7 separate regions of the Mus musculus genome follow, and all the other regions are linked to region 7. A link is a contact called in public HiChIP or PLAC-seq and promoter capture Hi-C data. All regions are on one chromosome and are shown on one strand. Each heading gives the region's core, a stretch centred on a gene start, on an enhancer-like site or on the middle of the called end of the contact. The rest is flanking DNA. Distances are from core to core; before and after follow the strand shown.

Region 1 (3,899 bases), core at 285-2,784, 920 kb before region 7:
TCGCGGCCTTTCCCAATTTTCTGCAATCACAGATTTCAATGATGTACCAGCAGTCTAAGTTCAGCATACTCCTTCCCACTGTGTGAATTTCTGTAAAATCCCTATGGATAGTACATTTTATATCTACTTTAAAGCCTCTGAGTGGGCTTGTTTCCAGTATCCACATCGGGTTGCTCACAATCTCCTGTTAACTCCAGCTCCCTGTTAGTGATCTTTTGTCTTCCAGAGTACCCTCACACATATGGCATAGTTTTCTTTAAATATGTGAGTGAAAACAAGAAGCCACATTCCAATGCAGTTTGTTTTCTCACTAAATCTACCCCCAAAACCCGACATGGCTTTAACCACCACCTAGCCTCACAGTAGCATTTCTAATTCCAATCTGGGCTGCGAACTCGACACTGAAACAGAGTTCGGGTAGTTGGGATATGGCGATAGTGGCTCAAAAATCACTACTGATCAAATGGTCACAGGCCTGTAATCCTAACAACGTGTAAAAGAACCTTTAGATTATGGCTGAGACGATAGCCTAGCAGTTAAGTATACTGTCAATGGCCGGGCGTGGTGGCGCACGCCTTTAATCCCAGCACTCGGGAGGCAGAGGCAGGATTTCTGAGTTCGAGGCCAGCCTGGTCTAAAAAGTGAGTTCCTGGACAGCCAGGGCTATAAAGAGAAACCCTGTCTCGAAACCTCCCCCCCCAAAAAAGAAATGAATAGAATACTGTCAATGGACTAAGATGAGACTCCCAGAACTCACATGCCAGCCTAAAAATAGCTGTAAGCAGTCCTAAGAGATTCGATGTCCTCTTCTGGGCTCTGTGAGCACTGCGTGCACGTGGTGTAGAAATATTAGGCAGGCAAAACGGCCATATGTACTAAAGGAGAAAAGACTACAGTTTTCCTAGGCTACACAAAATCCTAGAACTAAAAATAATCACAACTTTCGAGGATAAGAAAAACAGGGTGACTACGACCTTAGATTGCAAAATGCCCGCTACATGAATTGCTTTTTTAAATTAACCCACCAAAACTGAAATTTAAGGTTGACCCGGTCGCCCCAACGATATGCCTGTGAGTAAATCAAAGATAATTCCTAGGAATCACTCCCACCTGTACGCTACTTTACAGTTCCGAGACTACAAGCTTTGGAGGCCACGTGGTGAGCTGCGTCGACTATGCGCCGTGGGCCCGCTGCAAGACCCTTTCGGAACGTAACCTAAGAGATGTGCGCAGGCAGCACGCGACCCCTTACACGGCACTAAAAACGCCCTCCAGGCCCAGAACACCTCGGCCTCTCCCAACAGCGACCCGGAGCCTCGTGCGGCCTGCGGATGGCGGGATTCCGGCCCGCTGCTCTGGCCCTACAAGAGCGCCGTTTCCGCGCGGACCGCAGCCCAAAGAACCCCGCCCTGCGGCCCCGTCGCCCGCAGCAGACCTGAGCGGCCACAGTGAACAACCGCTTACCTCTTCCGCCGCGTCGAAAAGAGCGCTCCCGGCGCCCAGCAGCCGGACTAGGACAAGGACGAAATCTCGCGTGAGTACACGTTGGTGGGCGTGGCTGTGCGTGTGGTGGGCGGGCCTCCGGGAGGGGCGGTACCCCGGCTCTCCCTTGGCCTAGAGCTATCAGAAAAGACTGGCAGGAGACTAAACCTGTGTTCGAACCTGAGTGGAAAGAAGGCCTTCCTGCAAGTGGGAGGACACTGCGGGCCAGGTGAGCGTCGATTTGTTGTGGTGACTGAGCCCGCAGTGTGCCAAGCTCTCTGTCAGACTAAGGGTGGCATGTGTTATGGATTTCTGTACTGTCCCTGTGTCCTCACTTGCCTCCTACTTTTTTTTTTTTTTTTTTTTGGTTTTCGAGACAGGGCTTCTCTGTGTAGCCCTGGCTGTCCTGGAAGGCACTTTGTAGACCCGGCTGGCCTCGAACTCAGAAATCCACCTGCCTCTGCCTCCCGAGTGCTGGGATTAAAGGCGTGCGCCACCACGCCCGGCACCTTCTACTTTTTGACCCCTGCACACACTGTCCAACAGTCTGTGGAATCCTGCAGCATTGACTCTGGCTTTGCACCCATGCAGGTCCACTAGGACTAAGTTGTAAGGGAACATTACAAACACCTTATTGAGTGCGTGACAAGATCTGTGGTGAGAGGGCAGATATTACTATCCCTTGAGTTCTCATAGACAAACACATTTCAAATGTAAAGTTGTTGGCCTAGAGATATAACTGGATTATAGAGAGCTTGCCTAGTGTACATGGCACCACGGAGAAAAAAAAATAAAAACAAAAAAAGCAAACAAAGACCTGTGTGTGTGGTTAGATCAGTATGAATATAGGGTCCTATGTGACTGAATGAACTATTTGCAAAGCTGTAAAGCCAGCCTTGTGCTTGAACCCTACTAGTCTAGTATATCGTAAAAGTGTGGTATATCATAAGTACCTAATAATTAGCAATATATTGTGTGCAATATATTTGGAAGAGAGAAGTCCCCTCTAGGTGGAAGATGGGCACTTCTCCTGGTGCTGCAGGATTATTCTGAAGTCTTCCTGGTGTCAGCCAAAGGGGCCATTTCTTCACTGCTGATTCAGCTTAGGGTGGGGTGCATTCTGGATTTACAGACCTGCCTTTGAGTTTGTTGTTGTTGCTGCTGTTGTTTGACACATGTCTCTTTATGTAGCCCTGACGATCCTGGAACTTGATTTGTAAACCAGGCTGGCTTTAACCTCACAGAGAACCTCTTGCCTTTACAGCCCTCTGCCTCCAGTGCTGGAGCTAAACATGTGCACCACCATGCCTGGCTTGAACCTGCTTTTGAATCCTGTTTCTGCCATGTAACAACTGAATGATCTTGAATAAATTTTGTTTCCTTTTCTGTACAGTAAGAAGTACAATATGTCTGTCATGGATTTGAGAATTTTGAGGGACTTTAAAGGGCCTGACAATTTCTGAATACAGGATGGCCTTAATCATGACACTCAGCATGATTGTCACCGTTAGCCTGTTGCTTTCCGTGTCGTTTCTCCCCCTGCACGTTTCTCTACCCTGTGTCTGAGCCATTGGCTCCCACCACTTACATCAGGAAAGTAAATATCTGCCTTCATCTGGCTGGAAGCTGTGCTGGAGCAGCTCTGACTATCGATGGAAACCATTCCCTTTGGCTCCTAATTCCAACTCCAACCTCTGCACACACGTGTTCTCCCCTGCCGTCATCTACACAAACGTACATTTCTAAACCAGTTATTCGGTCTGGAGAGTCCCATGGTTAGACTTTGTCTCTATTTTGGTAGGAATATAAAACAAACTGATTTTCTTTTAAGAAAGTAGAAAGTATAAAATTAGGGATATTGCTGGGCGGTGGTAGCACATGCCTTTAATCCCAGTACTCTGTGAGTTCGAGGCCAGCCTGGTCTACAGAATGAGTTCTACAGGACAGACAGGACTAGACAGAAAAATCTTGTCTCCAAAAGGGGGGTGTTACTCTAATTTGAATTCCTATTATTCCTATTATTCTACTACAAGTATAATCATCTAAAGTGCTTTCATTTTCCTCACTATATACTGAGCTATACTAAGACTGGGTGTGGTAGTACATACATCGAACTGGCCCAGCACTCAAGGGATCCAAACAGGAAGAGCACAGTACCAGACTAGCCTGGGCCATATAGTGAACCTTATCTCAACAAAAAATAAAGTAAAATCAAGCAATCAGCATTGGATTAACACACTGCTCATTGAGCAGATTGGGCATGTCTGTATACTAGGCAATATCTCTGGACGCCTGGTACAAAGTGTGATAGACTGTTAACATGGGGCATCTGGGTAAAGAGTGTGGAAGCTAGATTTGTATATGATATATCAGTCTTAAACTATTTCAAAGAAAATTAGCATGTTTTACTTCTAAAC
Region 2 (4,016 bases), core at 895-3,394, 630 kb after region 7:
GCACACAGGGTGCCAGGTGGGTTCACATCCAAGGAAGCTGAGGATGAGCTTGGGGTTGCTGGAAGCTTAATGGGAGCCTGGAAGATGGAAACTAGATGTAGGTAGTAATATCGCCACCACTGAAGGGCAGGTCTAGCCGAGCCCTCACAACTGGCCTACAGTAAGTACTTATTTATATTTATATTCCAGAGTCCAACTTAAACAAAGAGTCAGAGACAGACCAACAAAATACAATAGAAACAGCAGGATGACCAGGATGTTACCTAGCAAAGGGGAGCCATATGTGTACCGAGTACCCAGGAACTGCCTCAACAGGGCAATGCCAAGCAAGAGTCACCCATCAGTGTGCACCACAGTTGATTAGAAATTTCTGAACGTTGTATACAGAAAAAATAAATGGTCTTTTCAAGCCAAAAAATCAGATCTATATGACACAGAAGGCAAAGTTAAACCAACATCTCTAAAATGACTCTCATGTAATCCATCAAACCACACTTTTAGTAGAAGCTATACTTCCCAAGCCATTCCTCCAACTCTAACACTGTGTATAACCTTAAAAAGGGACCCTGAAATGAGTTATGTTTACTTTCATATTTATGTTACTCCCAGAAAATAATTATTCAAACACAGTATTTCAACTAAATTCATCTCATAATAGAAGCATTTGAGACCATTAGGGCTTTATCAACTTCAGTTATAAACTTGGAGTTTTTCCTAAACTGAGATAATCTCCACTCTCCAACAAGTAGAAATAATTCTCATAGCTAAACTCAACAGTAATTTAAGTGAGAGCTGAAGAGATGGCTCAGCAGTTGAGAGCACTTGCTACTTTGACAGAGGACCAGGGTTCAGTTCCCAGCATCCACAGGAGGGTCACACCGACCTGTCCTCCAGTTTAAGGGAATCTCACCTCCTGGACTCCTCCATGCCTGTGGTACACATGAACTCATGCAAGTACACACACACAAAGACACTTTTAAATAGTAATACGTTTATCAATCTACTGGGTGAAAGAAATTGTGTGATACATTGAGAAATATTAAAGATGATTTTGTAGAATGTATGAAAGCAAATAAGATAATTTATTTGAGCATCTGTAAACAAACAAACAACTTTGGAGTGACCGGGCAGAAAAAAGCTGAGCTATCATAATCAAACATTAATACTTGCTTGTAGTACTTTGTAGACAAACAAAACAAAACTTGAAATAATTTAGATAAACACTTAACACAGTAAGTGGAAATAACAGTCTACCTTGCCTGTACATTCGATTCATCTGTGGCTGTCTGCCTACATTAAGCTTAAAATTTAAACTGACAAGTTCTATAATAAAGCTGTTATCTACAGTTAATTGAAGAATGCTCCAAACAGACACCACATATAATGTATATTGTGATGGTAATGTCACTGATGTTTAAGCTGAGAAGCTGACTCTGAAGGCTTCGTCCCCTCTCCATTTCAAATCTAAGCACGCTTGTCTCAGTGTCCTCTAAAGCCTCTTGTCTGGTAATGGGCTGGTCCCCAAACTGTGATTAGAGCACAAGAATGAAAATGTCACGCCCTTGACAACTGAACTCCTGATAAAGTAAAAAACGCTGCGTCCTTAAACACAACTGGAGCAAAATCTAGGACCGGAAAATGAGCGGGAATTAGAGGGGCAGTGGCCATAAAGAAACTGTATTTTCACTTCTCGCACCAAAGGCCCAGAGGAGGAAGCAAGCACTGCTCTGCTGGGCTCTCCATACCCACGGGATGCCCGCGGCTTTTGCCCTCTTCGGGGTCCAGCCTCTCTAGGCCCAGGTCTCTCCTCCGCATGCCCCGGCCTCCCTCCCGCAGGAGCAGCCTCAGTCTCTCTTCCCGCACGCCCTGGCGTCTCCATCTACACTTGCTCCCGGCCTCCGTCCCCATACGCCCGGCCTCACCTGGACAGTGAGTCCTCGCTGGGCAGCCTTGCCGCCGGGAGCTGCGCGCCGAGACTCTCGCAGCTGGAGCTCTTCTCCATGGCGCGAGAAACTGGAGGCCGCTGCGCCCTCCGCGGCCGCCGGCGCGAGATGCAGAGGGAGGAGCGCACGGGGCCGCAGCCGCGGTCAGCCCCGCGCCAGGCAGGCTCCGAGACCGGAAGCGGCCATGTTCCCCCAGCCTGCACTGCGCGCGGGGGCTGTCGGGAGTCGGGCCCCGTGGCGCTACAAAGCGGAGCGATGCGCATGCGCCTGGCCGCCCAGTGAGAGTCAGCTAACAGGAAAATCTCCAGAAGGAAGAGGACACTAGTATGTCAGAGAAAACACAAGATGTGACGGCTTGGGAGAGGTGGACTCGAGGAAAATGAGAGGAATGTGGGCGGCCTGTGGGATGAGGGGGTGAGGTATTTAAGGGTGAGGTTAGAAGTAGTGATGTGAGATCATACGTGATGTGAGAACCCATTTTGTAACGGTAACAGTGAAGCTAAGCAGACTGATCCCACGGCCTCCAGTTACCTTGCATTTACATCTGCTTCCTTCTGTGTAAGTATATTAACCTCACAGAATAACTATTGATAAATATAAAACGCCTAAAGCAATGCCTGCTTAAGCACTCAGACAGTAGTCAATATATAAACAACCTAACAAACTTAATAAATGGTAACTGTTAATGAAAGAAAACTAAAGGATGACAGACCACTAACAAGTGGTTTGTAGGAGAAAGATAGTAACAGCTACCCTGAATGGGGAGGGGAAGGGAAATTTCCATCTCTGAACAGCGTTATACAAAGGAAAGTGAGAATGGAGTTGAATTTTCAGGCCTCCAGTGACAAAAGTATGGGTTAAAGTGGCTTGAAAGTGTGTCTGTAGCTGATAAGCACATTGACACCAACCTATAAGGCATAGTAAGTATTGAAGTGAGAATGAGGGAGAAGCTGCTAAAATCACAAAAAGAATTAGACAAAAACACTACTGAATGTCATGATGTAACATGGAGAACAGACTTACCTCCGGTGTGCTGCTTCATATTCCCTTACAAAGCAGGAAGGGAGTGTGGAGATGGAATGTGATAAAGGAACAGAAACTGGGTAAAGAGGGAATGTTAATACCCGTGACTTTCTGTTACTCAGGACACAGGAAGGAAAGTACTGGAGGAATTTCTCTAATTGTGACTCTGCCTTAAACACCTCACACGTCTGGAAAGCAAAAACACAAAGATTATTTCTGTAAATAAAAGAAACTTTTAAAAAAATCCTGCTAGGATAAATATAATTGTGTTCTTACAAACTAGATTTAATTTAAAACTTGGTTTTAAAACACAATCATAATTTATAGAACCAAGGAAATAATTTGTGTACTAGCTTTCCTTTACAGTATTCCCAATGAAAGATTTATTTTGGCTGATGGTTTCAAAGATTCCAGTCCATGGTCACTTGGCTCCATTGTTTTTTGAGCCTGTGATAAAACAGAAAAGCAGAGCTGGGAACACGTGATAGAAAAATCTGTTCATCTCCAGGTGACCAGGATAAATGATAAGCAATTATTTTCATCTCTGAAATTTTTCAAGAGATTTTAATTGCACCTCTCTGATAGCCCAGGAAAATAAATAGTGAAATGAAACACTTTGACAAACACAAATATCTGTAAGATTCACGATAGAATGCATCTATTGCTTCTCTTTCTCTATCAGACTTTTTAAATGCTAATGATCGCCTAACACTTCAACTTGTGTCTTCCCAACTATGAATGTTGAAGAAGAATGAACCCTTAAATGAAAGACCCATTTCTAGCACTGTATTGGTTATTACAAACCTGGCTTCCTGGTAATATAACTTGTGCATGACCCTCTCTAGTTATTATGGAACAGTATCAAATGGAGAGGGGTTGCAACCAGAAAAGTCTGCATTGCAATCCTGATTCTGTCACTAAACTTACTTTGAATGTTTGTTGTTCATCTCTGACAACTGAACAGGTTGTTTTTCTTAACAGTCAGTTGCACAGGAAGTTCTTAGTAAATAGATCTGTTGTTATTGTTGGTTTTCTTCCCCAAGCACTCTA
Region 3 (3,574 bases), core at 744-3,243, 980 kb before region 7:
GTATGTCACACTTGTGCTTTCAGATCAGCTTGTGTTGTCACCTGATTCTCAGATTCATATTCTAGTTTGAACTAAAAAAAGAACGTGTTCATTTTTATTGATTCCAAGAACAATTACTGCAAAATACTGTGGTTTACCCACTTTAGGTCATATGCCCATCACAATAGCAAGCGAGCTAGAGGGTTGCAATGGCCTGGTCTTGGCCATACCTCTGTGACCTGGGGTGCTGGGTCTGTATCAAACGGCAAAGTTCTTAAGAAAGAAGCCTAAGCAGATAATCTTATACTTTTAAAAAATATGCAAACTGCCTTCACATGCCTTAATCGTTGGGTCTCCATGGACCATGGGAAGAGGGCAGGCCAAGTATAACTAAGGACACCACAGTGGATTAAGCTGCCCACAGCATCTCTCATAGAGATAACTTCCTCCTAACTTGAATTGGGCTGGCCCTCGTATATAACCAATAAAATGCGGCAATTTTTTAAAAATTTTATTTTTATTGAATATTTTCTTTAAATTTCCAATGTTATCTCCTTTCCCAGTCCTCCCACCCCCGAAAACCCCTATCTCATCCTCCATCCCCCTGCTTCTATGAGAGTGTTCCCCCACAATGTATAGGCTGACACTCTCTCACCCTACTGAGCTTGCTCTGATCCCTCCTGGTTTCCTATTCAAAACAGAACATGTCTCAAGCTCAGATTTCCACTTGAGTACTTTCTGCCCAAGACGCCAGCTGGGTAGAGCTGTCCAGTCATCAGGTCAGCAAATGACAGAGGGGTGTCAGGCAACTGAACCAAAAGTGCTTGCTACACCTCTTCTTCCAGACTTGCGACCAAGTGAACATGCCTCTGCTGGGAATGGTGCATGAGTTTAATGCAGATGGATCTCCTTATGGCAAGGCCTGAGGAGTTGGGTCCCCACATGGCAAAGACCTATGGGATATTGGAACAGAATCTCCTGGCCTTTCCCCAAGGAATGCTTGGTTCGCTTTTGCCTTGCATTTGTGTGTTTGACTTTGTTATTGGAAGTATTTGCTTTTACTTTGTTTGTGACAGATGTTTCTCTAGAATCAGAAAGTTTGGACTGTGATTCATTCCTATTTGTCTCTGAGGCCATGAAAGTGGAATAGACCACTACTCCTGTGTTTGTTAATAATGATGCGGTTGGTCAACAAGAGGGCCTAGTCTGTGTACACCAGCTAACATCCAGATGTTCTCTCCTTATGGTTACTTAGTTCCAACAATTTGCCCTACAGTGCTGTTCCAAACAATAGTTACATGGGTATTAAAAGCTTAAGAAGGTCTTTCTGGATTGTTGGTTCCAAGACTTAACAGGAATATTCAGAGGTTACACCAAGCAAGGATGAGCAACTGACTCGGTTTACTAATTTGCCCTGGGCACTAGAGGAATGAGATTTCCTAAGGGGACAGGCTAGGTGTCAATAATTAAATCAGAATTTCTCGGGTATGTAGTTTATCGCCTCTCTGTACTGTATCCTCAATTGGTTATGTATCAATGTGCTGGGTTAGATATTAGCCACGTGCTCAATCTATATTTCATCTTTCTTGATACTGTTCATGGGTTAGCAGGAAACCGTGGCGACTGAGAAGGAAGTACAGTGTGCACTTGGTTGAACATAGGAAGTTCTTAAAAGAGACGTGGAAAACTAGATGTATAAATAAAGGTAGTCTGAGTTGTCTCGGTGTCAGAGTATAGTATGTGAACTGCACTTCCTGGTCCAAGTCTTCCGCCGATTCCACACATCCTCCTTCATGTTCTGAACCCGACCCAGGATTGACTGCCGGCGACAAAACACCACAGAGCAAGTGGGACAAGACCCTGACAGTTGAGAGGGATAATGGCCCGTTGCGCAAGCTGCGCGTGCGTGCGTGCGTGCGTGCACGTGGGCGGGGCTGCGCGTGCGCCGAGCTGGAGGTGGGCGGGGGCTTGGCACGGCGCGGCCTTCCGGGCGGCCCCTGCGGAGGCGGTCCTAAGCTGGTTCCCGCCGTCCGATCCCGCCATTGGCGGGCCGTTTGAATGACGGAAGTGACGAGAGCCGGGTCATGGCTGTCCCGCAGGTACCCAAACGGCTGCTGGGTAGCCGGCCGGGTGCGGGTGCCTGTGTGTCGTGAGGCCAGACCACACACGCTGTCAGGTGAGTGACGGAGGCCCGCCAGGGTTCTTCTGGCTGGCCGCGAGCAGGCTGGCGAACCTTCCGGCCCTTTAAACCGCCCCGAGGCCGGCCCTACAGAGAGCTCGGCCTTTCTGAGGCATCCGCCACCCGTAGCTCTTCTGGTACTCTTCCTACACTCAAGCTATGAAAAAAATGGCAGTCTCATTCGAGAGTGTTAGTTCACCCTGTAATCCCAGCACATGCAAGGCAGTGCTGAGGCAGGAGAAATGCCTCGTGTTCAAGACCAGCCTAGGCAATAAACCCTACAGCAGCGAATGGTTGTCGTCAGTCTTACATTAGAATGTGTTCGGCGGTTGGGTAGTAATTAAGCCACACGTACATATAGTACAGCCACGTGTGGTGGCTATTACCCCCTTACACGGAATAAAGTTAACAAGGCCCAAGGGATTTGAAACTTGGCTTCTGCCTTTTGCTAATGAATGGCTCTTGCATCCACATCTATTAATTTTTTGGTTACTGTGTGTCAGATACTGCCTAATCCTTAGAAGGAAATCTATCAAGATAAGCCCTACTGTGTCCATCATTATTGGACACTTAAAACACAGAACTTGAAGAGTCCACATGGGTAGAAATGACTAGTGAACAAGCCAGGTAACAGGATTCTACTTAATAGATGCAGGAGGAATACTTGTCTCCTATGGAGGACAACTTAAAATGTTCCTCTCTTGGAGCCTCAACCATCCTCAGGAGTATTTTCTTAAGAATTCAGTGGAGTGTATTGGAAAAGGCTTTTTTTGTTTTGTTTTGTTTTCCGAGACAGGGTTTCTCTGTGTAGCCCTGGCTGTCCTGGAACTCACTCTGTAGACCAGGCTGGCCTCAAACTCAGAAATCCACCTGCCTCTGCCTCCCGAGTGCGGAAAAGGTTTTCAATTCAAGCAATTACTACTGTTTGACATTTGTTCTTCGATGAAGTCATGACTGGGTCTGCCATGTAGTACTGTATATGGATTAGTCACTTTCTCGTTCAGTCCACGCTGAATTATTTATAAGATGCAAGACAGTTTTTTAGACAAAAGAGATGAGGTGATGAATAAGATCATACTTGTCCTGACCACAATTGTGATAAAGAATTCTCTGTGAAAAGGAATGGTTTCAAGCTGGGCATGGTGGCGCACGCCTTTAATCCCAGCACTCGGGAGGCAGAGGCAGGCGGATTTCTGAGTTTGAGGCCAGCCTAGTCTACAGAGTGAGTTCCAGGACAGCCAGGGCTATACAGAGAAACCCTGTCTCAAAAAAAGAAAAAAAAAGGGGGTGGGGGTGTAGTTTCTACCAGGTGACCCAAGCAGCTCATTGAAACAGTATTTTTAAGTTGTTATATTTGAGCATTAAGAGTTTTTAAAACTATAGCTACTATCACTCAGTTATTAAGACCCTGTCTAC
Region 4 (3,495 bases), core at 105-2,604, 950 kb after region 7:
CCATTTGTCCTGCTAGTCTAATCTCTGTGTCTTTAGCCATGTGCCTTATTTCTGTGCAACTTTTAGAGGATTCCACTGGCCTGACACTTCATTGCTCACCAGAACACAAGCTGACGCTGGTTCAGAAAAGTGCAAGGGAAAGTGCAAGGAAAGGCAATTCCTCTGCTAGTTTTCAGGTCTGGGGAAAACGGGATTTACTGCTAAGAAGAGAAGGGAAGAATGAAAAATTACATGAAGTTAAGATGGGTGATGTCTATAATGGAGGAACAGGGGCTTCTGGAGAACACAGTGAGACCCTAGTTCAAAATTACAACAAAGAAAAGAAACAAAAAAGGAAGAAAGGAAGGAAGGAAGAAAGATGGACAGACAGACAAAAGCAGAGAGAGATGAAATACTAGAATATCGGACTGGGCCTTTGAGCACTGGGCACCTTGAGGTGATGCTATGACTGTGGACGAGGAGATCGTAGGTTGAATGTTGTAAGGATTTCTTTTGGCAGTGTTTATCTGGGCTGAAGATGGCCAAAGTTGGGAAGAAGAAAGGCCTAGGCAAGATGGGAAAGTGTGAAGGGACACAAACATGATAGCTAGGACAAAGGTCACCAAAGCAAGGGAGCTGCAACTGCACATTTCATGGATGGCATGGGGGTGCAGGCAGCTTGCGAGGTTATAAGAAAGTCTGGCGAAGCCCAAAACAATTAGAAAATGATATCCACATCAACCTACTTCTGTTCCCTGGCTTCTTAATGCCCTTTCTCTCTTGTTTTGGCTTTGATGTCAGAAGTGGGCTGTGAGAGGCTGGATCCAAGTAGTGGGCCTGGAGGCGATGCCAGAAATGCCCTGCTAAATGCACCGGGGAGAGGCTGATGGCACTGGCACTGGCACTGGCACTGGCACTGGCACTGCAGGGTGTGTTAATGAGCAACCCAGGGGCTGGGAGGTGGCTCAGTGGGTAGCATACTTGCCATGAAGACAACTAGCATGCCCATAGAAAAACTGGGTATGACACAAGTATCTATACCAAAACCTGCTTTAAATAACAAGGTAGAAAAGGATTTGGGAAGAAGACACCTGAGGTGGAGGGCTGTTGTCCATATGTGTGCATATGTGCACACATGTACATATACACACAATACATGTACACACATACACACAGAGAAACACACACACAAACACACACCACAAACATATATACATAGCATCTTATTTAGGGTTTTTATTGTTGTGAAGAGACACCATGACCACAGCAACTCTTATAAAGGAAAGCTTATCATTAGGGCTGGTTTACATTTTCAGAGGTTTAGTCCGTTGACATGGTAGGTAGCACTTGGGCAGACATGATGCTGGAGAAGGGGCTGAGAATTCTATGTGTTGATCAGCAGGCAGAGGAGACAGTGGAGACTGTGATCCATACTGGATGGAACTTGAGCATATGAGACTTCAAAGTATGCCCCCTGCAGTGACACACTTCCTCCAACAAGGCCACACCTCCTAATAGTGCTACTCTGTATGATCATCCGAGTACATGAATCTATGAGGCCCATACCTACTCATATCACCACACATATCCACACATACCCACAGATACACACAGATAAACATACACACACAACACACATACCCATACATACATATGCATATATTCACCCACACACATACACACAGCACACACATATATATATACACACACACACACAAACACAAACATACACACACATGCATATACACACAAACACACTGGCACATAGACAGTCAGACACATAAATACATGGCAATCAAACTCTGAAGTCTACCATATACCTTTGAGGAATCTATCTTGAAGCTCCTTGCCACCATTCCAGGCTCCCAGGGGAGTCATCCAATCAGCTGAGACTGTCCCAGGGACTGCCTTACTTAAGAAATTGCTGCCTTCCTTTTGTCAGAGGGTCTCAACACACAGATATGAATTCAGAGAGTGAAGGAGAGGATGGGATATGCAGTTTGGGGCTAGGTTAAGATAAATACCAGTTCCTAATTCTGTTTCCAGTTCACTATTTTCTTTGAGAGCAATGGAAGGAAAGCTATGTTCTTCATAGGGAATCACCATTGCACTGGAGCCTGGAGGTGAAGCAGACCACGGAACAGGGTGTGAGAACATTTATTTACAATGGAAAGAGTTTTAGTGCACACAGCGCAAAGGCTGGAAGGGAAGTCAGCAAAAGCAAGATAAGAGACTGGAGAAAGGGAGGATCTCTGTATCAGGTGACATCATAAGAGGGTTCACGACCCCAGAGGCTTTGACTATTGAGTCAGACAGGAAGAGGGCCGGTGATGACTGCTAAAAGTCCAGCAGGACATTTTCATAGACTCAGTGGAAAACATCGACAGCGGTGTCAGGCTTGACTTAGTTCTTAGATCAGTTGTTGCCACTGGGATTTTGGACATCTTATTGAAACCACTAAGCCTCAGTTTCCTTATCTGTACAATGGGAACAAATAGTCACTCTATCAGATTATTTTGAAGATATAATGTTCAACTGCTTAGCTCATTTCTGGCCAACACTCATAATTGTTAATATTTATTATAACTATCTTTATGCTTTTCAATGAACCTCTTTGCATAATGGATTTTAATATCAACTGATTAAAGGTGTGTGTGTGTGGTGTGTGTGTGTGGGGGGGTAGGATCCCTGTATACTTATAGTTGGCTGGCAAATATAAATAATAATAGAAACAAGTAACTCACACATCAATTATGAACTGCCAACTAGGTGGTGGACACCTGAAATTCCAGACCATGGAGGCAGAATCAGGGCATTGTCACAAGCCTGAGAGTAGCCTCTTACACAGCAAGTTCACAGTTCAAAAGTCCATAAACAAATAAAGCACTCACTTTCCTAGTAAGAAAACAAATGTTTCTCTTCTATTATTACACCTACAATTTGCTTTTTGTCAACAAGATTGGAACAGTAGAGAAAGTGGGTGGGGCAGAAAGGACTTGAAATTGGGAGCCCACAGAGTAGCATGGGGCCAGAGAAAGAGGGCTTCTTCGCATGTTTACCCAATGTGCCTGCCCCTCCCCCCCTTGTCCCAGCTCTGTGAGTGACTTCCTTGAGGCTGTTGATAGATGTGTTAAAGCAGAACTCCTCTTGGGACTTGGATGATCTGTGGTGAATTGACTTGAACAAACACAATACTACTCAGGATTATTCCCGGCATTTTATAGGGATACATATATAACAAGTGTTCCTTATGAATGTGTGTTTATCCAACTGGTTCTTACATGATGCATATTGTAAGTGCTCTAAATTGATTTACAGCTTACACACTATAGCAGAGGATGTAGGACTGAATCAAAAGTGGGACAAATTATCCAGTCCCTTTGTGAATCATGTTTCTTGGACTCCCGCTTAGATAATACACTTGGGTGCTAACACTTCTACTTACACAGATTAATAACTCTGTCAGAGAAAATCTAAGTGCAGCTACGATTCACACATTTTTACAATTATTACCAC
Region 5 (3,707 bases), core at 124-2,623, 660 kb before region 7:
GCCTGACTCATCCCAACTAGGGGAGGGGTCATGCGAGGCTTCTCAAAGGGGCCATTTCTCCTCTTGGATGAGTTGATCTTGGCAGAAAGAGAAGAGAAACTGCGTGTGTGACTTACTGGTTCCTAGAAAATACTCAGGACAGTTCTGCCTGCCCCAAACAGACTCGTCCCCTCAGGCTGTGAAACCCAGTGTCACCTCAATCCCATGCCACATGCCTTTCGAGGAACAGACAGGAGTGGGAACTGGGTCACTTAAAAACCACTCAAGGTGAAAGAGATTCACTTAGGACCGTCTGAGTAAAATTAATTAAAGCATGCAAGTACCACTTTTATCTCCCAGCACTCCATAGCCATCTGGAGAAAGATTAGGAGGGTCTGGAGGATGCCTTCCTGTAAGCAGTTAGGGATGGGTGGGTAAATTGGGTGCTGGTTGCTGGCTGTGCAGGTGGGGAACGGTCAAGTCTGCCATATTTAGAAAAGAGAAGCACATCAATTCAGAATTGGTTGGCACAGCTGTCAAGAGTGATGGAAACTCTAAAAATGGAGTACCCGGCTTCTACTTTGGGTGCCAGCACCAACAACAATGGTTTGGGAAAGGTAGAAGACAGTAGTTGAGGTCTGAGAAAGGATTGTGTGAAGCATTGTCAGCACAGGACTGCGAAGGTCTCTGATGGTCTTTAGAGGTCCAGTATGTGGGCCTTGGAGTTACCCTACTCAGACCCCGCTGATGTACACAGCCCAGGGAAGGCGTCTATGCTTGGCACATTCACCTTCCAAGGCCGTTTGCCGTAAATGGTTGGAACATTTCTTGGATGCTTCATTGTCTACTGTAGGTGAGGTATTCAGAAGGAGCTCACCAACACCACATACACAGCAGTTGGCGCCTCAGGAACCATGACTACTGCTTTAGACAGGAAGGTAGAGGAAAGGGCAAAGGGCTGGGCATGCCCTCCCCTTACAGAACTCTGGAAAGATGCAGGCCCTCTCTACAATATACTTTCGGTCATCACCGCAAGATTATCTCGACCTTTTTCTGACACCCGTTGTTTTTGAAGGTTTTTTTTTTTGTTGTTGTTGTTGTTGTTGTTTTGTTTTGAACAGAACCCGGATTGCACCCTGGAGTGTGGCGCTGTGGTTGAAGCGCTTGTCTAGCGTGCAGAGTTGCACAAGACATTGGTTCATCTTCAGCATCAACGCTCTCAATGGTGGACAAGGCTTAGAAAGGGGCTAGCTCGTGCTCCGGGGAGGGAGGCTGTCAGCAGAAAGGAGTGCAAAACCACACACACACGGCTCTAGGGTCTTGTGCAGCCGCGCCCACCTCGCCCGCGTCAGCGCGCTTCCGGAAACTGCTCGCCCCTGGGAACCCGGTTTTCCCCGCGTAGGTTCCGGAAGAGCTCGGTTCTGTAGCCGAGCGCGCAGGGCGGGCGCGGGCAGCTGTAGCGAAGAGCTTTGTTCCCGGCACGTTGTTGCCCCTGCGCGCTCGGAGTGGCCGGAGGGAGTCCTGGTGTCGCGCGCGCCGGGCCCGCGGGGGCTTAGCACGGGAGTGATTGCTACCGCCGGAGCTCCGGGGCTCGTGCACCCTGCGTTGCTTGGGGCGGTCCCAGGCAGCTGCAGCTCCCGTGCGGTCCCTGCGGGGTAGGTGCAGCGACAGCCAAGGCGGTACAATGCTGGGCCCGCCCGGGAGCCCGGGAAGGGAAAGCGGAAGCCGCGCGCCCGGTCGGTGACCGCGCGGATTCGGCGTCTCGCCCCGGCTGCCGGCAGCACCGGCGCCTGCCCTCGGCTGCCCGTCCCGCGGCACCCGGTGCGCCTTGACCATGGCCATCGCCCACTTGGCCACGGAGTATGTGTTCTCGGACTTCTTGCTGAAGGAGCCCACCGAGCCCAAGTTCAAGGGGCTGCGACTGGAGCTGGCGGTGGACAAGATGGTCACATGTATTGCCGTGGGTCTACCTCTGCTGCTCATCTCGCTGGCCTTCGCTCAGGAGATCTCCATCGGTGAGGCCAGGGGCGCAGGGGCAGTCTGGGCTAGGCTGGCATTGTCTGAGGTTGGTTGCTGAGAAATTTCACCGCACGCAGCTGGCATTTCCGCACGCCCCTCCTAATGTAGCGATTCTGAAGCATTATTCGTCCATGTGTAACCTGGGTACCTCTGTTGACTTTCCTAGTATCCTCTTTCCAGTTCCTTTGTCTCCTGCGCCTCATTATTGTGGCTTGGAGTTACATTCAGCCTGTTGCTGCGAGACGTGCCAAAAACTGCTCTCCCTACTCCTCTCTCCAGTAATTGTACAGTCACCTATAATTTCCTGAGTGGGTCCAGGGAGGATGTAAAGACAAGCGTTCCACATACAGGGTGCTGTTTCACTGTCTTGCCTTTAAATGATACTTGAGTTCTGTCTTAGGGTTATGTGTGCTGGGGATTAACTGCCCCTGGAGGCAGGAGACGTCCTCAACCTAAGCCTTGCAATGAATGAAAGATGAAGAAATGACCCAATCCCCTTCATATAAGCTCTCATTTCGCCCTAATAGTTTAGTGCAATTCCAAAGGCTAGCGTTGTGGGCAAGATCATGATGCAGAGTGAGTGGTCCTATTTATCCTAACTTTTATAACCTGAGTGAGGGTGTGAATTGCAGCTAAGTAGCATAGCAGGTGGGGCAGGACCTGGAGGAACACCTGTGTCAGGTGTGGGTAGCCCCAGATGAGACTGTTCAAGATTTTGAGATGAGACTTACATGTTCCCCGAAAGGAAGCTCAAAGCGCTGTGTCAGCCAAGAGTAGAGGGCTTCCTCTGGGAAGCTGAGGGTATATGGGCCTGGGTCAGATTACTACAGAAAGCACATGCTCACTCACCTGGGATTGGGAGGCTGTTGACAGACAGGCTGACAGCAGCATTCAGTGAGTCATAGTGAGGGCACATAGCTTCTGGATGTAGGAGGGGCTTCTGGATGTAGGAGGGGCTTCTGGATGTAGGAGGGGCTTCTGGATGTAGGAGGGGCTTCTGGATGTAGGAGGGGCTTCTGGATGTAGGAGGGGCTTCTGGATGTAGGAGGGGCTTCTGGATGTAGGAGGAGGGGAGAGCTGGACCTGCCCTGGGGCATGCAGGTGAGAGGGCTTCTGCATGGATGAGGGGTGAGCGGAGGAAGGAAGATGGGTCCCCTGAGGGATGAGGGAGGGGCTACAGAAAGCTGCTTGGCACCTAGATTCTAACAGACCTTGGAGAGAAGAGGGTATTCCTGCATGAGCAGGCTGGTGGGACCTGGAATTGAGGTAAGCTTGGTTAGGAAAGGCCTGGCGTGTGTAGTCTGTACCATGTATGGCTGAGTTGGTCAGGGTGGCAGAAAGTTGCTGAAGTAATGGTGCAAAGTTAGTTTTCTATGTTCCTGGTTCTTGGGATGAAAGGAAAACCAGGTCCCAATGATAGTTTCTGCCTTCTAGCTGTGGACTGAACCAGATGCCAGGCATCAAGTCCCCAAGAATAAATGTCCCTGTGCTGAAGAAGCAAGTCTTGGACACCTGGTGCAGGCAGAGGGACGACAGGGAAGAGCTGATCACTGTCTGTAAAGTCCCTTGACTGGATGGGCTTCTGAGGCACCTGATGTGCAGGGCCGGATGGATGTGCTGTGTGGAAGGCATCGTGGGGGGAGGCATGAAAAGTGGGTTCAGCCAGCAAGGGTCTGCTTCTGCTGTGTGCAAGCCTTGCTGTGCTCTCT
Region 6 (3,997 bases), core at 222-2,721, 900 kb before region 7:
GGAGATGGAATCTCCAAAGCTTTAGTGGCTGCACCAGCACTACCAGCGGGATACAGGCCTGTGGACATTGTCAATAGTAAGTCAGAGGCTTCTGCAGGCTATAGATTCTTCAGCTGTCAGACAGCTATGCTAACGCCTCCATCTACACTTCATTGTGGGAAGCCAGGGCCCAAGGACTTGACAAATGATTTCTAGACAAGGCAAGGTTGTTCAGGAGCCCAAGATTAGACTCAAAGTGGTATCAAAGGCCAGCCTAGTCTACAGAGTGAGTTCCAAGACAGCCAGGGCTACACAGAGAAACTCTTAAAACAAACAAACAGAAAACGAAATGGCTGGACAGAAGTATAGGGGTTAGTACCTATCAAGCTGTGGGGCACTGTTGCCAACCAGCTAATGTTCCTTGCTTTTTCTGGTGCAGCCTGCAGGCTGAAAGTAAGAAAGGCCACTCAGTGAAAGACATTGCTGGACATGACATCCTAACACCATGAGGAAAGGAGAGTGCCTCTTGGTGGACCACCTGAGGAGTAGCCTGCTCATACAACCCAAGACGGGGTATTTGGGCCAATCACAGCCATTTGTTTGGCTAAACACCGGTGTCTTTTGTTTATATGTGTACATGTCTGTGAATGTGTGAGTGTATGCGTGTAAGGGTGGCTGCATGTCTGGAGAGATAGCATAGTCCTCCATTTATCATTAAGCCACCAGTCACAGGTCTGCACAAAGCCCTGGCCCAAGCTGTGCTTACTGGGCCAGGACAATCAGTTGCAATCTTTCGTGTAGGCATATCTGAGTGTTCTTGGAGTGTTTAAGACAGCTGGTGCAGTTTGGATGGTAGTCCTGCTAGCTGTTTGACTCGGTCTTCTTTGCTGGAGGCAGCTCCATCAACAGAGAGACTCAAACAGCTGCGAATTATAGTTAACTACCGTCGACAGTCTTTGTGAGTGCTTACATAAATGTAAAGCCCTTACGTACGTCTTCATCGTTAACTTCACGAATGTAAAGTCACCTAGGGGAAACACCTCTGGGAGTATGTTCCCAGAGAGGTTTAACTAGGAAGTGAAAACCTACCCGGAAAGTGAGTGGACTCATCCCACGGACGGGCTCCCAGACCGAATCAGCGGGAGTGCTGGTGTGTGTGCTGCGTGTCTCAAAAATCAAATAACTAACCAACTAACAAAAAAGCTGCGTGTCTCAATAACTAATCAACAAATTAATCAGGCCAGCAAGAAAGCTATTTCAAAAACCAAGCAACCAATTAAACAAACAAACAAACAAACAAACAAACTACAACGCCCAGCGTATCTACATAAACCCAGCCCACTCCACTTGCACTGCAGCGGCTGAGCCCGGTCAGCCGGAAGTTCCTGGCTCTCACGTGCAACCTACAGGAAATGTCCGGGCAGCTGGCCCTTCGCGCATGCTCATAGTGTTCCGCGAGACGCTGCGCGGAGGATTGTGGGGCAGCAGTGGGTAGTTTGCTTCCTCCCGGCCGCCGCGTCGGGCTTGCGGGAAGCTTGTTCCAGCCTTCCGTGTCGGTGCTGTACTCTGAGTCTCCGGCGAGTCGCCCTCAGGCCGCCGCCAGCATGTCGGGCGTGCGAGCCGTGCGCATCAGCATCGAGTCGGCCTGCGAGAAGCAGGTGCAGGAGGTGGGCCTTGATGGCACCGAGACGTACCTGCAGCCGCTGTCCATGTCGCAGAACCTGGCGCGCCTGGCACAGCGCATCGACTTCAGCCAGGGCTCTGGCTCTGAGGAGGAGGAGGCGGCAGGGCCTGACGGCGATGCGCCGGACTGGGGGGGCGCGGGAGCCGACCAGGACGACGAGGAGGGTGAGGCTTCGCCCTCGTTGCTGGTTCTATCCCAGGGTCTCCCCTAGGGTAAACTGTGTTTTGTGGTGGGTGGCCTTGAGAAGTATTGACAGCAGTGGGAAGGCCGACCCGGTCGGGACTCGGGGTCCTGTTCAGGCCAGGAGAAGAGGCATTCGCTTTTTTTTTTTTTTTTTTTTTTTTTTTTAATAAAGAACAGCTGAAAGCTTTTGGGGGTGATTTTAGGTGGAAACAGGTGATACTTAAAATGACCACTGAAACTTTGAGGTGAATGAATTACAAGAAAACAAAACTGAAGAGGGGGAGTTTGGAGAAGCAACCAGACTAGACTTTGGATTCTCCTTATTATCAAAAAAAACCAAAATTTGAAACCACAGTTTTCGATTTAGTGATGTGACAGAATCGGTTTAAGTGAGGATGTTCGTGTTTAGTGTGGTAATTCGCCAGGCAGAGGCAGTCAGATTAATGAAAAACATGAGCAAATAGACACCATCTCAATAAATAAAGAAAAATTTAAATGTAGTTTTCATAAATTTGACAGAAAGTTAAAACACCTGGGACTGAAGAGATGGCCCAGCAGTTAAGAGTACTGATTGCTCTTCCAGAGGTCCTGAGTTGAATTTCCAGCAACCACATGGTGGTTCACAACCATCTGTAATGGAATCCGATGCCCCCTTCTTTCTGGTGTGTCTGAAGACAGCGTCATTGTACTTACATCCATTAAATAAATAAATAAATCTTTTTTTTTTTTTTTTTTTTTAAATCTTAAACAAGCCCAACATTGTCATTATCCAGTGTTGGAAAGGCATGCCAGCTCAGTAGTTTTAAATGCAAAATTCTAAATGTGTATCACATTTGATCCATGAAATCCCCCACCCACAGAAAGAACTATAGAGCACAGGTATGTATTAAGATCCAGTACTGATGTCATTAGGAACATTTGACCTGTCTATTAAGGGACAGGCTTAAATGGCATGCCTCCTGGCTTCCAAATATCTTGTGGTGTGTGAAAGAGTGACTAGTTCCTGTATGCTGGGTTGAGATATGTCTCAGGAGGGAGGAGAGTTAGGCCTAAGATTAAAAGAAAACTTTTGACTTTCACTCCCTGATCCTTTATCATGAACTCCTTAGAGTGAGCATTTATTAAAAATTGATTAAAAGAAGCCGGGCACTCGGGAGGCAGAGAGACAGGCCGATTTCTGAGGTCAAGGCCAGCCTGGTCTACAAAGTGAGTTCCGGGACAGCCAGGGCTACACAGAGAAACAAAAACAAAAACGAAACAAAAAAATTGGTTAAAAGAAAGGTATAGCTGAGCAGTGTTGGCTCATGCCTTTAATCCCAAAACCCTGTCTCAGGGGTGGGGGGGTGGGGTGGGGGGAAGGTCTATTCGTGCAGCCAATGGTAATGCTGGTGTTGTAGGCCATTTGGGGCTTTGCCTGTTGTTTTATAGTTCAGGAATGTTGGAAGTTCAAGTTCTAAATGTTGGAAGGAAACAGGTTATTTTAAAGGCTTTTGTGGGGATGGGGGATATAGTTTAGTGCTTATCTGGGATGAATGAAGCCCTAGGTTTAGAAAGATTCGAGTGCCTACTTGAGATATGATGACAGCTTTGGCCTGTGGAAATTAGACTGGCATTTGTTTTGCCATAAGAGGAGTCTTAAGTGTTAACAGTTGAAGAAAGCGTATGAGAAGGAAGTAAAGGAGAGGTGGTTTGGAGGAGAGCTCATTTCTCCTTTTCACGCTTTTAAACCTCTAAAAGAGCCACCTTCTGTTCTGTAGTCAGTGTAACCAGTACACATGTGTTTCTGCTTTTCTTTTCTGTTTTTCAGGGTTGGTAAAATTCCAACCTTCTTTGTGGCCTTGGGACTCTGTGAGGAACAATTTGCGAAGTGCCCTTACAGAGATGTGTGTTCTCTATGATGTCCTCAGTATTGTCAGGGACAAAAAGTTCATGACTCTGGACCCCGTCTCTCAGGATGCTCTTCCTCCCAAACAGGTACATGTGCCTTTTAACTGAACATCTTTTCTTTAAGTCCCAGGACCAGTATTTGGTTGTATGCATCTTGTTCCCTTTTACTTTGTTGAAAAATTAAATCCACAAGCTAGAGCAATGGCCCAGTGATTAAGAACACATTGTTGTTGCAGATGACGATTCGTAGTACCCACATCAGGC
Region 7 (3,878 bases), core at 1,269-3,768:
GAGTTGCTTGAGCATATATAATCTCAAAGTCCGCCTCCACAGTGACACACTTCCTCCAACAAGGCCACACCCACTAATAGTGCCACTCTCTATGGGCCAAGCATTCAAACACATGAGTCTATGGGGCCATACCTATTTAAATCACCACAGTACCTAAGGGTGAAGGTAATTATGGCTTAGGTGGAGGAGGAAATGCTGTGCTTAATAGGTACAAGTGGAAGGGAATTTTAACCTCAAGTTGGGCGTAAAGTATGAGCTTATTAGGAAGGTGAAGGGCTTGAGGGTGTGAGGGTAGCTGGGGCAGACTGCAGAGAAAAGCTAGCCAAGGGAAGAGAACTTCCTGATGTAGAGGCTCAAGGTCCAGTGCAATGTGTCGTGTTTGTAGGGTTGCAAGAAACTCAATAGCTCTTAGGGCATGGGGCAAGGTGGGAGTGGTCAGAGAGGAGAGCTGAGCGGGGTGGCTTCAGTGGTCCTATGATCAGCATGGGGCTGGCTTTATTCAAAGGCACAGGAAGAGTGATTGGAGAGTGAGGTAGAGGGACAGTCTTCCCATCTGCAACATAGAGTAGGAGGGAAGATGGAATAAAATCCACATTTGACAGATAAGGGCAAGCCCTAAGAGCTCATTCAGTGTGGTGGTAGGGTGCAATATCTGGGTATGGGGACAAGGGAAGCTCATCTTTGCAAATAACTTGGGCTAGAAACTGAAGCCACAGAAGTGTATGCTAATGTCATTGTCTTTGACATCAGCCACTGCCTCTTTCTCAGGCCTGAGTCAGAAGCTCTGGACTATGAGGGCTGCCTGCCTGTGAGCAGAGTCTGTGGAAAGGGAGAGCCTCAGGGTGACCAGGCAGACAGCAGGGACAGACTGGGAAGCATTCTTGAACATTCTTGATGCTTCTAAGACAGCCTTCCCCTGGAATGAGCGATCAGCAAATATCTGAATTAGCTCTAAGCCTTCCCACCCTGTAATTGTTTTTCCTCTGGAATCTTGAGATAAGGAAATTTTTAATTTTTTAAAATAAAATTCAAAATATTTATAATTTTATCCTTGGAAAGTAAACATGTGAGCAATCAAAAGCAAAATCAAAAACAGTGTCTTTTGCTATGAGCACAAGGAAGTCAAGTCGACAGTATTATCAACATTAGATGTTTATATCTGGCAGCAGCCCACAGGAGGCTTGGATAAAACTGAAGCCTACTGTGGGTCTGAGGCAGTGGGGCAGAGATATGTACACAGCTAGAGTCCTGGGTGTTAGAGCTGTCCACATTGACTCTCACTGACCTGACGCTCACCAAGGAAGCCAAGCTGATCTTCAAGCCCCAAGAACTTAGCTGTTTCTGTGCCCCCAACATGAGATCACAAGTCTGTGCCACCTTGCCCTGCTTTTCTTTTTAAACTCAGGTTCTGTGCATCAAACGCAAACAGATCCTCTTGCTTATATCTGGACCCCCGCTGCCAAGTTTGCGTGGCAGTCACTGTGACCATGAAGCCATCTCCCCAACCTGGTTATGGTAGAAAGATCCAAGCTTTCAGTGATGTTTTATTTATTTATTTTGTTTGTTTGTTTGTTTGTTGAAACGGTCTTGATTTGTAGTCCAGGCTGGTCTTAACCTCTGTCCCGGAATTACGAGCCTAAGTCGCCCTTCTCAGTTCCCTAACCTAATGTATACTGTTGCTCCAGACCTCAGTTTTATTTTTAAACTAAATTAATTACTTCAGTTTGAGTCAGGGTCCAAGAAGCCCATTCTGCCTTTGAACTCCTGGTCCCTGTGCACACCACCACAGCTAGTTATTTACTGGGAGTGGGAACCGGGGCTGGGCTTCTTAATCCTAGTCAATCACTCTGCTCACATCCCAGCCAGATTCCTCTGCTCTTTATTCCACCAGCCTGTCTCAAGTCCCTCCCACATTCTTTTCCCCTCTGGGAAAGTCCAGCTTGGGGCTGCCTTCCTCAGGGTGTCAGTTCAGATATCATCTTTTCAGGCCAACTTCCTTCACTGTATCCTAAAACCCTGTAGGAGTCACGCAGTGGATTAACACTGGGTTTTCAGTGATTCCGTAAACAGCATGTTTTGTTTGTTTGTTTGTTTGTTTGCTTGTTTTTTAATTAATACTAGGCTCACCAAACAGAGATCCTGCTCTTGTCGGTTATCACTCTACTAATTCAAGGTGGGGGTGTGCAGAGGCATGTGAGCAGTGGGATGAATACAGGGTGTTGGCTGTCTTGTTCCCTTCTGAGTTTCGGTTTGATATCTAATGCTCATACCAAGTAAACCACGGCCGGGCTGTGCTGTCTGCCTAAGAACTTCCTTTATCAGTATTTATTTATTTATTTATTTATTTATTTATTTATTTATTTATTTATTTATTTATTTATTTAGCAGGGTCTTACGGATCCCCCTGCCTCTACCAAAAACCCGGCTTTAACAGGGTTTCTTAACTGGGGTCTGATGCGGAAGGGTAGGCACCGTCTCCTCTGTGGACATCTCCCCATCCCGGAGGAACCTGGTGCACGCAAGGTCCGACTTCTCAGCGCCAGCCCTGGGGACAGCCCCTTGGGCTAAGCCAGTCCAGCGCGGAGGGGGAGCTCTGGCACACAGCAGCGCCGCGGCAGGTGTCCGGTCTCCAGGGGTGGGTGCAGCCGCAGAAAGCCGCGGCTGAGCACTGCAGCCATCTTCGGGGTGGAGGCGGAGAAGGGGCGCGGCCTTGGCCCAGAGCCGCCCCGCCAGAGAGGCTCACCGCGGACTTCCCTGCTCTAGCGGCGCCCGGCCGCGCAGAGGCCGCCATGGGCTGTGCGCGCTGGCTGGCGCTGGGCGGCCTCCTGGCCCTGGCAGGGCTGTTGCAGGCCCGGCTGCTGCTCCCGCAGCAAGCGGGCTTCGGCGAATGCGACCGTTTCTTCTACAAGGGGACCCCACCCGCCGGGCTGGCGACCGAAGCGCACGTGAGGATCTGTCAACGCTTCGCGGGCTCCGAGCGCTTCGCCACTCTGTACAGTCCTGGCCACCGCATCCCCGTGTTCTCCGCGTTTCGCGCTGCGCGCCCGGCGTCCCGCAGTGCCGAGCAGCGCGGGCTGCTGGAGCCGCAGGTAAGCAGGACTCGGGAGAACCGGGATCTGAAGTTCAGATCTACCCCCCAGCGTCTCCCCATCCCCAAACTGCAGCCTGCCTTGCCTGGGTGGGAGTCTCCACTTAAGCCGCAGGGGCGGGAGGTTCCCCGAGGAGATGGCCCTCCCTCCTCTTGGGCTCAGACGTCTGCAGTGTCTGGTTGGTTTCCTGGGTAGTAGAGAACATGAACTGGGAGACAGCCCTTGGTGGCCAAGACCGGGCAGATCCGCGGGAAGCACAAGCTTCCCAGGCCCGCCCACATCCCCTCAGCAACATTTGGGCGGTGGGCAAGTTCACCCCACTTTACAGGAAGCAGCTCCAGACAAGGAGGGGTGAAGGAGCTTGCAGAAGACCACCCAGCTGGTGAGATGAGTGAGCTGGTCTTGAGGCTAGAAAATCACTGCCCTTTCTGCTAGGGGAAAGCTTCTGACAGTGCAAGGACTTTGGGAAGCTCAGTGGGGGTAGTACCCACGCAGAAAGGACAAACCAGTTTTTCCTGAATCTTCGTATCTGTAGATTATCAGACCATTGCAATCAAGTGACCTTTCACAGTGTTGGGTCTGTCTGGCGGCAGGGATCAAACACCGAGAAAGCCTTCCATGGGCCATACAGAAACTGCTGACTGGCTCTCCTCTGCCAGGTCTCCGCAGTAAGACACCCTGTCCTGCCTCTCTGACTTCTCCCCAGCCTTCCAGCCCTGTGTGTCCCAGAGCCCTTGGTTCCTGCCGGCCACCAATACAAAGCTTCTGGCTTTCAGGTGTCTCCACCTG

The links. Promoter capture Hi-C pulls out the DNA fragments that hold promoters and counts their contacts. HiChIP or PLAC-seq counts read pairs in DNA pulled down with a chosen protein or histone mark. Capture Hi-C pulls out chosen DNA fragments and counts their contacts.
Region 1: a contact with region 7 is called in a promoter capture Hi-C map of adipose tissue, with 2.2 times the contacts expected there. The contact joins the promoter of Taf1d here to the promoter of Endod1 in region 7. A contact is called at or near these places in 3 of 39 promoter capture datasets (liver and pre-B cells), 1 of 115 datasets of contacts at active chromatin or transcription factors (bone marrow-derived macrophages) and 2 of 9 other capture datasets (adipose tissue and liver).
Region 2: a promoter capture Hi-C map of liver shows a contact between it and region 7, with 2.8 times the contacts expected there. The contact joins the promoter of Mtmr2 here to the promoter of Endod1 in region 7. A contact is called at or near these places in 9 of 39 promoter capture datasets (the C10 cell line, cranial neural crest, erythroid cells and 4 more), 6 of 115 datasets of contacts at active chromatin or transcription factors (astrocytes, bone marrow-derived macrophages, craniofacial prominence and 3 more) and 2 of 9 other capture datasets (adipose tissue and liver).
Region 3: a promoter capture Hi-C map of pre-B cells shows a contact between it and region 7, with 4 times the contacts expected there. The contact joins the promoter of Cep295 here to the promoter of Endod1 in region 7. A contact is called at or near these places in 2 of 39 promoter capture datasets (liver and pre-B cells) and 1 of 9 other capture datasets (adipose tissue).
Region 4: a contact with region 7 is called in an H3K27ac HiChIP or PLAC-seq map of microglia, with 4 times the contacts expected there. The contact joins the promoter of Phxr4 here to the promoter of Endod1 in region 7.
Region 5: a promoter capture Hi-C map of adipose tissue shows a contact between it and region 7, with 2.9 times the contacts expected there. The contact joins the promoter of Panx1 here to the promoter of Endod1 in region 7. A contact is called at or near these places in 3 of 39 promoter capture datasets (hippocampal neurons, liver and pre-B cells) and 2 of 9 other capture datasets (adipose tissue and liver).
Region 6: a contact with region 7 is called in an H3K4me3 HiChIP or PLAC-seq map of bone marrow-derived macrophages, with 7 times the contacts expected there. The contact joins the promoter of Med17 here to the promoter of Endod1 in region 7. A contact is called at or near these places in 7 of 39 promoter capture datasets (the C10 cell line, the SN4741 cell line, hematopoietic stem and progenitor cells and 3 more), 1 of 484 Hi-C or Micro-C datasets (pre-B cells), 1 of 115 datasets of contacts at active chromatin or transcription factors (bone marrow-derived macrophages) and 1 of 9 other capture datasets (adipose tissue).

What each region holds. Positions count from the first base shown.
Region 1 is chr9:15,303,849-15,307,747 of GRCm38.p6, reverse strand. Taf1d (TATA-box binding protein associated factor, RNA polymerase I, D) reads right to left here and starts at 1,534. Exons shown (of 7, transcript NM_029248.2): 1 at 1,465-1,534; 2 at 1-20. It overlaps 4931406C07Rik (RIKEN cDNA 4931406C07 gene), which reads left to right and starts at 1,581. Exons shown (of 9, transcript NM_001199485.1): 1 at 1,581-1,711.
Region 2 is chr9:13,747,307-13,751,322 of GRCm38.p6, reverse strand. Mtmr2 (myotubularin related protein 2) reads right to left here and starts at 2,144. Exons shown (of 15, transcript NM_023858.4): 1 at 1,923-2,144. The coding sequence starts at 2,002. It overlaps Gm39291 (a long non-coding RNA gene), which reads left to right and starts at 2,121. Exons shown (of 3, transcript XR_870544.2): 1 at 2,121-2,501.
Region 3 is chr9:15,356,207-15,359,780 of GRCm38.p6, reverse strand. Cep295 (centrosomal protein 295) reads left to right here and starts at 1,993. Exons shown (of 27, transcript NM_176976.4): 1 at 1,993-2,155. The coding sequence starts at 2,038.
Region 4 is chr9:13,429,220-13,432,714 of GRCm38.p6, reverse strand. Phxr4 (per-hexamer repeat gene 4) reads right to left here and starts at 1,354. Exons shown (of 1, transcript NR_028271.1): 1 at 1-1,354. The region is part of intron 1 of Maml2 (mastermind like transcriptional coactivator 2); the gene reads right to left.
Region 5 is chr9:15,043,144-15,046,850 of GRCm38.p6, reverse strand. Panx1 (pannexin 1) reads left to right here and starts at 1,373. Exons shown (of 5, transcript NM_019482.2): 1 at 1,373-1,994. The coding sequence starts at 1,814.
Region 6 is chr9:15,277,380-15,281,376 of GRCm38.p6, reverse strand. Med17 (mediator complex subunit 17) reads left to right here and starts at 1,471. Exons shown (of 12, transcript NM_144933.2): 1 at 1,471-1,827; 2 at 3,654-3,820. The coding sequence starts at 1,584.
Region 7 is chr9:14,379,882-14,383,759 of GRCm38.p6, reverse strand. It overlaps Endod1 (endonuclease domain containing 1), which reads left to right and starts at 2,518. Exons shown (of 2, transcript NM_028013.3): 1 at 2,518-3,089. The coding sequence starts at 2,790.